Regions from separate parts of the Mus musculus genome. Here region 1 is linked to region 2. The links are chromatin contacts, called in public promoter capture Hi-C maps. All regions are on one chromosome and are shown on one strand. Each heading gives the region's core, a stretch centred on a gene start, on an enhancer-like site or on the middle of the called end of the contact. The rest is flanking DNA. Distances are from core to core; before and after follow the strand shown. Region 1 holds the start of Adat2 (adenosine deaminase, tRNA-specific 2). Region 2 holds the start of Epm2a (epilepsy, progressive myoclonic epilepsy, type 2 gene alpha).

Region 1 (6,295 bases), core at 51-2,550, 2.2 Mb before region 2:
AGAATGCATTATGCCATTTGTCTGGGGGCGTGGGGTGGAAAACATGTTTCTGTCTTCTAGATTTTAATTTCTTATGAAGGTGAACTTCTGTAACCATTAGAATAAAAAGGTGAGATATTTTAATTTTGTAAAAGAATAAACAAAAATAATATCCCCACACCAAAGGCTGAGCTCAGTTTTAAGGCCTTTACAATGCTGTAAACAAATTGGTGTTCCATGTTCACAGAATGAAAACCCAGCATCAAACTGTGTATACATACATAGTTTGTATGTATATCCCTGCCACAAACGTCTATCCCTGCCACACATCGATATGGGTAATAAGCTTGGGAAAACATGTAAAAATACGACCAGAGCTCTCCATGATGAGCAATCTATAAGAATCGCAGGAAGGAAGGGAATACAAGGGCAGAGAAAAGTATCGTAGAAAGAGTAGACACATCATCGGTGAGGATTGTACCAGGACACGTTTTGATATGACCCTTTACAGAAACATCAGCTTCCTCCCATTATATGGGAGCAAGCCATAAAATAATGTGGCTTTATGGATTTGAAAGTATGTGTCCACATGGGAAGGAAGATAGGCAGGTAGGGAGCACACATCCCCAGGCGGCAGATAAGACTCCCTGTAATACATCAATCGAACCGTTTCTGTATTTTCCCTTCACCCCAATTACTATGAGACAAAGCTAAAGAAAAATTCCCCCTAGAATAAAACAAGTTGCTGCTTCAGGTATTTTCAGACATGATAGATAGCGCGCCCGGCACATTTGCTCAACTACTCTGGTCAGGATATGGCCGGGAGAAAGTTTGCGCTCTCAGCATCCACCTGCCCGATTCCTCACCATTCGCATCGCCTCCTCCATCCACTTTTCCGTCTCCTGTACGGACACCACGCACGGGCCGTCTGGAGTAGTGGTGGACTCCACCTTCTCCTCCATACCTCCGCCGCTCAGAGACTCCGGGCCGAGGGACGAGAGAAGAGAGGACAGCGGAACGCGGCGGGAGCGGACCTTGCTTCCAGGAGGACGGGAAAAGACGAGGCACCCGGGAGCTATTTGCGGACGGACCCAGGCGTCCCGGATCAGTAAGCGGCGGCTGGGGGACCGAAAGCGTCGCTGCTCCGCTCTAGTCCACGCCCCCTTCCTCCGCTTAAGCCACAACCTCTGCTCAGAGAAACGTCTGTGGTTTCTGGAGAGCACCTAGCGCCGCCACCGCGCTGCTGCCGGAGGTCCAGGCCAGGTGGACGGAAGACACGGTGAGCCAGCCCCTCTCCCCTAGGCAACCCACACAACACGGGGTCTGGAGATGCTGAGATCAATGTGGAATTTTCTGAAACGTCACAAAAAGAAATGCATCTTCCTGGGCACAGTCCTCGGAGGTGAGTGACAACATGCTTTTTAGAAGGGGCCATTGGCAGAAAGGAGTGACAGAGGTGACTTATAAAAACAGGCAGGGCCCACTGATACCAAACTGGGATTTGTCGAAGGGATTGGCTCAACCGTCAAAGAAGAACCTCTAAAGTTCTTTTATCTGGATCTCTGTGCCCTTTGCCCCTCACTCTGCCCCCGTCCTTTTTCTCCCCATGGGCCTTCAAGAGTCTACCCCAATGAAGTTTCTTTTCAAAGCACTATTCTCGTATAGATAGATACATTTGCCTTCCAATTTTCTTCTTTTGCTTTCCTGTTAGATTTTCATTCTGTTTGTCAACTCTGCTTTCAACCTTTCACACGAGTTTCGAAATATTCTAGGGCCATTATCTTAAGTCTGCTCTTTGAGGTGGTGTTTAAAGGTAAACCGAAAACAGCATGTTGCTGTAAAATATACAGCAGATAATTTCTGTTCTCCAATTGTAAAGTACAAACTATATATCAACACAGTGCTTATTCTGCAGTGTTGTCAGGACTGGCAAGGTTGTGGTCATGATCCATTTTGGTGATATAGTTGAGTTCACTGGCTGAGAGGAAAGTTAGAAACAGGATAAAAATCTTGATGCTGGAATTGTAACTTTGTGGTAGAGTGCTTGCCTAGGCTGACTGCATTGGGTCCCAGGGAAGGAGCAACACACACACACACACACACACACACTGCTTTAAACCCTTTGTCTTGGAAAGACAACCCTCAGTTAATAATTATGGGATTTTAAGAAGGGAATCTTTTGAACAACACAAAAAGGGAGTTTAAAAGAATTTTTAAAACTTGAGTTTTAAGAACTGTTACCACTATCCTCTGATCTATGTGTGTGTGTGTATAAATATATCATAATATGACTTAAAATATTAGGACATTTGTAAAACAGTAACCACATTCTGCATATCTCTGAGGTATAGCACAAATGAATAATAGTTCATATTTTATAGGAAATACTTTATAGATACAATGTGTTTTATATTACCTCCAGTCTCTAATATCTAAGGTATATAAATTGTACCAATATTATAGAATACATATGCTAAAGATAAAGTTGTCATGGAAGACGTATAAAGAAAAATTTTTGCTCTACCTAAGGGAAGAAAATTGTCTCTAGCAATTTCAGAGGGAAAAGCCTAACCCTTACAGTTTATGAAATACTTAATGGCAGATCAGAAATAATCATAGGAGAAATTAAAGAGTATATGCATATAGTAATAGGTTTTTTTTGAAACGATATTGAGAGTTTTATATTTGGAGATGAAGAGGAAGGAAAAAACTGGGTGTGGTGGCACACACTCTTAATCCCAGCACTCGGAAGCAGAGACAGGCAGCTCTCTGAGTTGGAGGTAAGGTCCAGAACACCCAGAGCTTCATATTGAGACCCTGTCTCAAAAAACAAAAGACATACAAACAGAAAACAAAACAACAACAAAAGGGAGGGGGAAGAGATTCAAAGGTATAATCGAAGCACTATTGCTTTTTTAGCAAAACAAAAAGTCTTAAAAGAGTTGAATCTGGCCGGGTGTGGTGGTGCACGCCTTTAATCCCAGCACTCCGGAGGCAGAGACAGGCGGATTTCTGAGTTCGAGGCCAGCCTGGTCTACAAAGTGAGTTCCAGGACAGCCAGGGCTATACAGAGAAACACTGTCTCAGAAAATAAAAAAAAAGAGTTGAACCTGAGCGGGGCAGTGATGGTGCACACCTTTAATCCCAGCACTTGGAAGGCAGAGGCAGGTAAATTTCTGAGTTTGAGGCCAGCCTGGTCTTCAGAGTGAGTTCCAGGACAGCCAGGGCTACACAGAGAAACCCTGTCTCGAAAAAAAAAAAAAAAAAAAAGAGTTGAACTTACCTAGTTTTATTTGTAAGAGTTCATATTTTTTCTGTATTGTAAGAAAATTCCTATCTTACATTTTAAGAAATATGAAATATTTATTAAGTGATTATACTATTGTGACCGGTATGATTAAATAGGTATAATTTATATATATTTTAATCACATATATGTACTAGGGACCCACCATATGTTAAACAGCATACTAAGTCCTTTCCAACCTCTGGAAATGGCAGCAGTATAGTTACTATTAGGCCATTGTAAAATTGAGAAACTAGAGTCCCTAGACTTTAAGAAACTTGCTAAAGGTTTGAGTTATTAACAAGGAAATAAGAATTCAACCCCAAGTGTGTTAGATCCCAATGCATATTATCATCCCATACTCTACACTCTGCCTCAGTGGGTTCTTTATGTTTTAAGAATGAAGAAATAAGTGAAATACTGTTACTAGACCGTGATAGAGTTGAATACAGAGCCTAGTGGTACGCAGCAGCATGGAGTTGTATAAAATGAGGCAGATTTCACAAGAGGAGTTGCATATTTTGAAAGCTGAGTAAGGTGTTATTATGTATGATCAAAGAGTTAGATATTTAATGCTGGAAAAACACAACAAGCAGAACTTTGGGTTGTGTGGCTTCTAAAGTCAGACTTTCTAGTTCCTACCCTTTAGATGGTAATTGCTGTGTGTCCATTTACTCCACTTGACCATTGAGGCTGGAGAAGAGCAGTGGTTCTCAAACTGTCTGATGGGAAAGAGTGTAGAGTGCCAGTGACAACATTTCAGTATGACACAAATATTGTGGACCTCATAGATCTCCAACAGACTCCAGGGAGGTCCAGACCATACTTTGAAAACCACTGGACAAGAGAAAGTGTCACGGAACAGAGGAGCTAGACTCAATCGCTGAGTTCTTAAAAGCACAGAACACTGAGTTATATCTTAAGCCTTGGAATTTTTAACCTCGTTAGGGATTTTTCGAGTCATTTATTCACTTAACATTTGAACAAAAATAAGGCCTACTCTAACTCTACTGGACTCTGAATACACAAGGAGTAAGACATCGGTTTCTCTAAGTCTGGAGAGTGTGCATGGAAATAAAGTAATACACAGTGTGAAATGGCTGCCTTACTATGCCATGTATGTAATGTGGGCAGGATCTGTGTGCAGTTGCTTCTAGGTCTTTGCTATGGATGAAAACCATTTAAAGTGCTTTAGAAAAATATAGACTTCTTCTGTCAGGTTCTCTTTCTTCAGGTGTAGAGTACAGTTCAGGAATGCGTCAGTACTGAAATGAAGATGTCACCAAGCGGGCACTGGCTAAGCATGGACAAGTTCACTACTCAGCACTGAGAAAAGATGGAAAAGATGTAAACATTAGAAGTTGGGGATCTGCTTGATTGGAAACAATGTTGATGGATTATTTCAAATTGTTATTGAAAATAGTTGTGCTATAGAAATCTTTATCCTGGAAGACAAGCCTGAGAGATGGTTTTAAAACAAATGATTTATACAAAGATATTTTGCTTAATTGGCCATGCAAGGAAATGTCGAAACATTTTCACTTTTTTTTTTTTTTTTTTTTTTTTTGGTAAAGCTATTTGATTTTACACACGAAAAAGATGTATATCCAGAGGGAGTAAGTGACCTGCTCCAAGTTACCTCACTTGCTGACCAAGAGCCATCATTAATGCCTGTTTTCTAGTCCTAGAGTCAGCCTGGCAGAGAAGCATATACAGCCCCGAGTCTGTGCTAGCTAATGATCGTTTTCTTTCTTTCTTTAGTATTTCCTAGAGAAACATTAGAAGGAGTCAGTTTGTGAATTTTGTATACGGGATCCTAAGTAAACTAGACCTTGACTAGCAATATCAGTGATAACTAAGGTAAAACAGTGTGTCTAGGACTTAAGCCTGATCTCATGTGTGACTTCTCTGGTGCTTCCACAGTAAAAACCTACCAAAGGAGAAATTTACAAAATTAAAATGTACCTTATACTTTTGAAGTTAATAGCCCTGATCAAGGTGTCTGTAGAGTTTGTTTCTTCAGTCACTTAAAAGGGATCTGTACTAGGCTGTGCCACATGATGATCATCTTGTTTCACGCTGTCTTCTGTAACTGAATACCGACTGTTATAAAGCCACAGAGCTTCTAGGAGCTCGCAAATTGTCTTTTCTCTACACATATCTTTGTCTAAATTTTGTGTTCTTCTCAGGACTCTGGCCATGTTGGGTCGAGGCCCATTGATCTCACTTTGTATCGACCTTATATTCTAAGGTGCTAGGCCTTCAATATATCAGCTGATGGCACAAGCCAGGAGTGGACACAATTTAGCCCTTAACAAATTATTTTCCTTTTTAGCTTTAGCTAGACTATACTGCAGTTACCAAGTAAAGAGTGTCACATCAATGATTCGTTTTACAATATAACGAGAGATAATAATCGCAGTGTATGTAACCTTCTGTGATATGGTATGGAGATAAGATACAAGCAATGCGTTCGGAACTAGTTGAACCAGAATTGCCTGTTGGAGGGTCACTTTGCCTAATCAAAGTTAGTTTCTTCATTCTCTTGGGATCTTGGTGAGGAGGGAGGGGGAATAGGTTCTCATAGTACATCCCAGGCTACTCTCCTGCCTCAGCTGGATGGTGTGGCTGTGCTGCTGTCATGCTACAGAAAGACAACTGATGAACAGCTTTTATGAGTTTCTGTTTGCTCTTGAAGGTTAGTTATAGTGCATGTATTTACATGTGTAGTAACAACAACCATACGATTCCTATTTAGCACAGAATTTTGTGGAACTATCTAAAGATATATAATCTGTTAGATCATCTACAACATCTGTCTTAGTAAAAATAGTTTAGGATATGTTTGCTTTGCAGTTCCTGATGACTACCTTTTCTTTGCTTGTGAGAAACAGACCAACTCCAACTAGATGTACATAATCCTTGTGGCCTTTGGGGAGATACTGTAAGCCACAGACAGTGGAGATAAGTGAGAAATGGTTAGCCCCCTGAGCCCTTGCCGCCAGAATTTATAATGAAAGCAAGTTCTGG
Region 2 (6,900 bases), core at 3,369-5,868:
CCTTCATCCATTCCTCCAGAATTTTCCTTCTTCTCCTAGTCTCTGAGGACAATACCCTCCAGTTCAGCATTCTTTTAGATACAAACTGAGCCTATTTTTCTATTTTATATTAAGTAATTAAATTATGTCAGTCTTGCAGAGGTGAGACCCACAGGGATGTTTTGATAGATAAAATATTTTTAGTGTTTCATCTGTACAAACTTTAAGTTGATTTTCCTTTTAAAGAGACAAATGTCGTTATTGCTGCTGTTCAGTAGATTAATTGTTTAATATTGGATGGTGACCTTCTAGATGGCTAGACCAAAGATGAAATATTAGCATTGTGTGGTAAGACTCATCTATTGCTCTCTAGACCTGACTGTAGTCCCTACACACCTGAAAGCCTGGACTAAGAGTGGATTGGGTTTGACTTTTGTTTAAATTAAAAAGTACATTTTCTTTCTCAATGTTTAAAATGAATGGGTAAAATGTAATTCTAGTAAGGTAGATGTAGTTGAGCAAAGATACTATAAATAAAAAAGGAGTTTAAATATAAAATGTTCTACTTTGTGAATATGCGAGTATAGAATAAAATTTCCTTCATCCATCTATCCCCTTCCTTTCAAATAAACCTTAATTTACAACTGGCAGGTTTGTCTAGATTCCATTGCCTTTTATGTAGCACTGGGACAGATTTGGCTGTAGTTTTAGTCATCTACTTTAAGAGTTTGTCTTCAGATAATCCAAAGGAAAAGAAGTTTACATTCTTGAATATATATTAGCCTCGGCCTAAATAATGATTCCTCTGAAGTAAACCCTTGCCAGGAACAGAACTGACGGATTCTCCACCTCCTCACTCCCTAACATACACTGCTGCGCTGTGCTCGCAACAGCAGACTCCCCTACTCCTTTCCTAGGTCTTTTTTTAAAAACTCAGTTTCAGTCCTAAGGTATACAACTGGATGTTTTTCCTGATGACACAGTGTCGGGAAGTTATTCATATCTAAGAACTTCTGACTGGTCTGGGAAGGATGATGGATTGAATACTCCTAATTTTGTCTGGAAGTCTGGCAGAGTTACAATGTTGTACATTTTGTGGAAGCTTATGTTTTTGTACTTTATATTTCAAATAAGATAGTTTTAGAGTCTTGAGTGAAGAAGAGCCACCTTTGTATTCCACAGTAATAACTAATCCCTAACTCACCCTCTACATCACGGAGGAATGCCATATGCGCCTCCATGCTTCTTCAAATCACCCTACACATCAATGAGGAAGTTTACATTCTGCTCCAAATCACACACAGAAACCAGTGGACTGTGACTTTCTCAGTCATGAGTAGGATAGGTTTGGCAACCTCAGTAGCTGATAGAGATCTGGATGCAGAGCTGGGGGGGGGCACTGGGGGGTGTCACAGTTTATATTTATGTCAGTAGATCTCTACCCAGTTGGCAGAAACCATCCAACAGTCAACCTTGGCCCTACCACTCCTTCAAGACCAACTCACCTTCCTAGCTTCAGTGTTCCTATACAACTGATGGGCTCTCAACTTGCTGGCTGCCAAAAGGGACGGCACTTGTCTCTTATTCAATAAAATATATGGTGGTCCTATGTAAATCAGTCTGCCCAAGAGGAAGAGAGGGGAAAAAAAAAACTCACATAAGTTGGCTTATAAATCTCGACCTCCATGGACCAACTCCAGCATATACTGGATCCTCAGTATGTCTACTCTAGACATGTGGTTGCTGGGAATTGAACTCAGGACCTCTGGAAGAACAAGCAGCCAGTGTTCTTAACCGCTGAGCCATCTCTCCAGCTCTACCTCAGTTTCCTTAAGCGTCCACTTTTTAATTCTCCCTTTTCTTCTGTCCACCTTCCTCAGCAGAGTCTAAGAACCTCCACTATGTTCTGGTTTTCTAGTCTGTGCTAATGAGGAAACCAACCTCTTTGGCTCAGGGTTGCTGGGGACTGGGTGCGTACTCCTGTGTAAAAATGCTAGTATTATAGTATAGTGAAGAAATGAGACTTTACTCATCCAGAGACAGAGTCTGCTTCTGGAAATTCATTTTCCCCCTTTTATTTACTTAGTAATTTGGTGTTTTTGAGATGGGGTCTCTATGTAGCTCTGGATATCCTGGAACTCACTTTGTACACCAGGCTGGCTTTTGAACTCTTGAGTGCTGGGCTTTAAGACATACATCACCATACCAGGCCTCCTTTTTTTTTTTTTTTTGACTGCGAGTACAAGGTCTTGGTTTGCAATGACAATAGCAAAAGTACTAAGCACAGTGGTTCACAACTTTCACAGCACTCTGGAAGCTGAGGAAGGAGGGATGCTACCAGCTACAGGCTACCTGTACATGCATTGCCTCACATTAATCTGCCCTGGTCTAACAAACCATATTCCTGGGTTAGACAGTTTAGCCCCTCCCACACAGTTATCCATGCTCTTAAAGACAGCATCTCCTTGTTAATTTCCAATCCTCAGAACCAACCTACCCATCTACAAGAAGGTCCTGATAACTGAGAAAACAGAACATGAACACATGAAACTTAACTCAAAAAACAAGTCAGAGTACAGAGAATAAGTGGGGTGTGTGTATTATTTTAGAAATCTTTTTTAAAAAGAAATGTCTCTAATAGGATAAAATGAACTCTATAAAATAAAAGTCAATATCACATCTATAATTTAAAATAAGGGTATTAAAGCCAGCAGGGATAATGGACTAAATTCTTTATATTTTATAGCATGTACAGTTGCTAATTTTATGCATTTCCAGTAGGTGTCAATAGATACTCTTTTTTGCAAGCTACATATAATGTATGTGGTAACCTGCAGAAAAATTGAAAACAGACAAGTTAAAGTGAATGCATTAAGAAATAGCAACCCAACCATCAGCACTTTGGGGGTATTAGAAACGCTGATAAAGGAGGAGACCTGGAAATGGGTGCTCTAGTACACCACGCACCGTTATTAAAATTATCAGATGTAATTTTACTGTGGAAAAAGGACACAGTGACATTAGTAGAAATGCACTGCAAAGGGAGGACAGCCAAAGGCAGGCAGCTCTCACATCTGACATAATGAAGTGCTAGCTGACCATCAAACCCAAGAGTGGCCAAAAAGACCAGCAAAGGGAATAAACAGATCCCAGTAAACCACGTGCTTTTCTTGGGTCTCGTTTTTTTGTTATTCTGCATTCTTGTTTTCCACAAGAACTGGCTAATGGCCTGGTTGTCTGCCCATACGAATTTCTCAAGAAGCATTCATTCCCTCCACGGGACTCTGAGAACCACTGAGCCACACACGTTCAGTTTGCCACCACGCCCATTGCCTTCACAGAAAAGGCTGTCTCGATCCACCCAGCGTGGTCGGTGGACACGCTGCTACGGATTTTTCAACACATTCCTTACTGAAACGTAAAGTGGCGACATTTTGGCTTGTCCAAATCCATTGTACAGAAACATTTCCAAATGCTAGAAAGAAAACCGCACTTGGATTCCAATCCAAGAATCTCGAAAACCAAAAGGAACCTTAATGCACAGTAACAGCTGCACAGTATTTTTTTTTTTCACTTAAAAAGTAAAACACACCTGTATGCAAATAAGTCTGAGCTATATTAATATTGTTAAAGAAAAAATAAATACTCAAAATTATATATTGTACAATATTTGTTCAAACAGTTACACACACACGCGCGCATGCAGGCAATATGTTTAGGTTTTGTATGGTGGAAATGCTGCTTTCAATCATATATTCTTATTATAATATTTTTGTGGAACAAGTTCTCACTTTGTAGCCTTGGCTGGCTGGGAACTCCCAGCAATCCTCCTGCCTCAACCTCCCAAGTACTGAGATTACAGATTTGTGCTATCACAAGTGGCTATTTACTTTTATTATTTCTTTACAACCGATATTACTCTTTACATATTTTAAGAAATCAAGTCATGTCTCAATTGTCTTCTATCGCGGTGACCTGACTTTGGGGGAGGAGCTTGCTATTTCCCACGATTCGGTCTCAAAAATCTAAGGGAAAATTCCCTCCAGCAAGCGGCCCCTTGTAGTGTGGGGTGGGCCACTTCGGAGTGGATTAGAGAGAGGCCTAAGGCAGGAGACCCTCGGAACTGGGTCTTGATCCGGACCAGGGCATCGCTGTGCAACCGGGTAGGGTCAAGATGGTGGGCGAGCGGTGGCCAACAGTTAAGTGCACGGGGAGCTGCGGGGGCGCGCGAGCTGCGGGCTGCGCGCCCCCGAGGCCGCGGCCGGGGTGCACGGGGAGCTGCGGGGTGCGGGCCTCGGGCCGGGGAGCGCAGTACCTTCCCAGTGCAGCTCGCCTCCAGGCTCGCGCTGCAGGAACTTGTACCAGAACGTGTCAACGCGGCCCGGCTCCGCCCCGCCGGCCTCCTCGTACGCCTCCAGCTCCACCTCGGCGAGCCACAGGCCGGGCTCCTGCAGCGCCAGCGCAGCGGCGCCCGCCGCGGTACCCGCGGGCCTGAGACGCACGGCGCCGTGCGGCTCCCAGCGCCCTAACTCGGGCCGCGAGCCGGCGAGCAGCAGCTCCTGCCGAGCGCCGGCCACCGCGGGCGGCACCACCACGCCGAAGCGGAAGAGCATGGCGGTGGCCCGAGTCCTGGGAGCCTGGCGAGCGGCAGCGGCGGCGGCGCGAGCTCCGGGGCGGCGCGAGACGTGCAGCGCCGCGCGTTTGTGGCCCGGTCACGCGGCCGTGGGATCAGGGTTCCCAGGCGCCGTGGAGCTGCAGCCGCAGGAAGCGGGCATTCGGGGCTCGCGAGAGGCTGAGACCCACACTGGACCTAGGAGGGAGGAAAACGACACCCCGACATTGTCCTGTCGTCTTCCCAGAGATCTGAAATCACTTTTACTAAGTCAACAAAGGAAGAAAGAGTTGTCTAGCCTGAACCTCCAGCCTCAGTGAAGTTGCCGATCCAAGATTTACCTGTAACCCTCATTCAAGCACCCCAACATTTAGTCCTTATGGGCCTCTGATTATAACGTGGGAATAATACATATGAATAATGTTCTTTAGAGACCCTCCACTCAATACACAAAAACCCAGCGTTCATCAAACACACAAAATACTTTCCCTTGCCTAAAGGGACTAAAGAGAAAAACAAAATTTCAGCCTCCTCTTTTTAGCGTGTATAAGTTGATCTCAAGATCAAAAAAAAGAGAAAACCTTGTTTGTGAGATGACAAAGTTTAGAAACAAGGTCTCACTGTGGAAATCAGACTGGCCACAAACTCTTGAGATTCTCCTGCCTCTGCTCCTTGGATTACAAACCTGCATCACCAGTGCCCAGCTACTGTGTGTGTGTATGTGTGTGTGTGTGCGTGTGTGTGTGTGTGTGTGTGATAAAAACCTATTTAAATTTTCTTCTTGGGGAAAAAAAACAGAAAAATAAATAAAAGTTGCTTCTTGCAAATATTAGCACTTTAGGTCAAGAAACAACTGTGTCATTATTTGGCCTCTGGGAGCAGAGGAGGCTGCTTCAACTTGTTATTAATATGAATAAAGAAATGTCTGGAGTGGCTGGGGTTCGTTCTGGTCAGTGCGAGCCCCAGGCCACCTTGGGCACGAACTCCGCAGACCTTCCCAAGGTCCCCAGAGAACTCTCCATGATGCAGGTGCCCTAGCACACCCAGGATCTTAGGATCACTGAGGAGAGTCAGCAACCAGAGAGGGCCCTGACCCCATGACTCGAAGGTGAGAAAGCCAACTTGTATCCCTGGTATCTCAGAGACCAGTCTGAGCAGGAAAACAGGAGGGCCTCAAAAGCAACAGAGCTTCTTAGACAGGGCCCCTTCATGCCTCATCCTTAGCCAGGAGGCAGAGCTGAACTCCAGACCTCTGTGCATCTTCCCTGCAAGAGAAAAGCTTGCTTGCAGAGTGCTCTAACCTCAGGAGAAGAGTTGGACTCCCAGGAGTGCTGACAGAGGCTAACAGAATCACAGGAGGAAAAAACTCCAGCAAGACACAGCTAGAACATCTAACACCAGAGATTATCAGATGGCGAAAGACAAACATAAGAATCTTACTAACAGAAACAAGAACACTTGGCATCATCAGAACCCAGTACTCCCACCACAGCAAGTCCTGGATACCCCAACACATGCGAAAACAAGATTCAGATTTAAAATCATATCTCATGATGCTGGTAGAGGATTTTAAGAAGGGCCTTAATAACTCACTTAAAGAAATACAAGAGTACACTGCTAAACAGGTAGAAGTCCTTAAAGAGGAAGCACAAAAATCCCTGAAAAAAATACAGGAAAACACTGCTAAACAGGTCCTTAAACAGGAAACACAAAAATCCCTTAAAGAATTACAGGAAAACACAACCAAACAGTGATGGAACTGAACAAAACTATTCAAGATCTAAAAATAGAAGTAGAAACAATGAAGAAAACCCAAAGGGAGACAACTCTAGAGATAGAAATTCTAGAAAAGAAATCAAGAACCATCAGCAACAGAATACAAGAGATGGAAGAGAGACTCACAGGTGCAGAAGATTCCATAGAAAACATAGACACAACAATCAAAGAAAATGCAAAAAGATCCTAACTCAAAACATCCACGAAATCCAGGACACAAAGAGAAGACCAAACCTAAGGATAAGAGGTATAGATGAGAATGAAGATTTTCAACTTAAAAGGGCCAGTAAATATCTTCAACAAAATTATAGAAGAAAACTTCCCTGACCTAAAGAAATAGATGTCCATGAACAAGAAGCCTACAGAACTCCAAATATGTAGCCTCCCTCAAGCCTGAAGCAGGCTGAGCCAGAACTTGACCTTGCTGCCACTAAGGAGATTATCTAGGGTGGAGCCTTCTTCCCTAGATCACTCTATTGTTGAGCCACTGTCACTGTTCCTCTTCAAGATACTGCTACTTGCTGAGAGGCCCC

The links. Promoter capture Hi-C pulls out the DNA fragments that hold promoters and counts their contacts.
Region 1: a promoter capture Hi-C map of liver shows a contact between it and region 2, with 9 times the contacts expected there. The contact joins the promoter of Adat2 here to the promoter of Epm2a in region 2. A contact is called at or near these places in 3 of 39 promoter capture datasets (hippocampal neurons, liver and pre-B cells).

The regions. Positions count from the first base shown.
Region 1 is chr10:13,547,912-13,554,206 of GRCm38.p6, reverse strand. Adat2 (adenosine deaminase, tRNA-specific 2) reads right to left here and starts at 1,300. Exons shown (of 6, transcript NM_025748.4): 1 at 846-1,300. The coding sequence starts at 941. Pex3 (peroxisomal biogenesis factor 3) reads left to right here and starts at 1,065. Exons shown (of 12, transcript NM_019961.3): 1 at 1,065-1,381. The coding sequence starts at 1,309.
Region 2 is chr10:11,341,163-11,348,062 of GRCm38.p6, reverse strand. Epm2a (epilepsy, progressive myoclonic epilepsy, type 2 gene alpha) reads right to left here and starts at 4,618. Exons shown (of 4, transcript NM_010146.2): 1 at 4,295-4,618. The coding sequence starts at 4,592.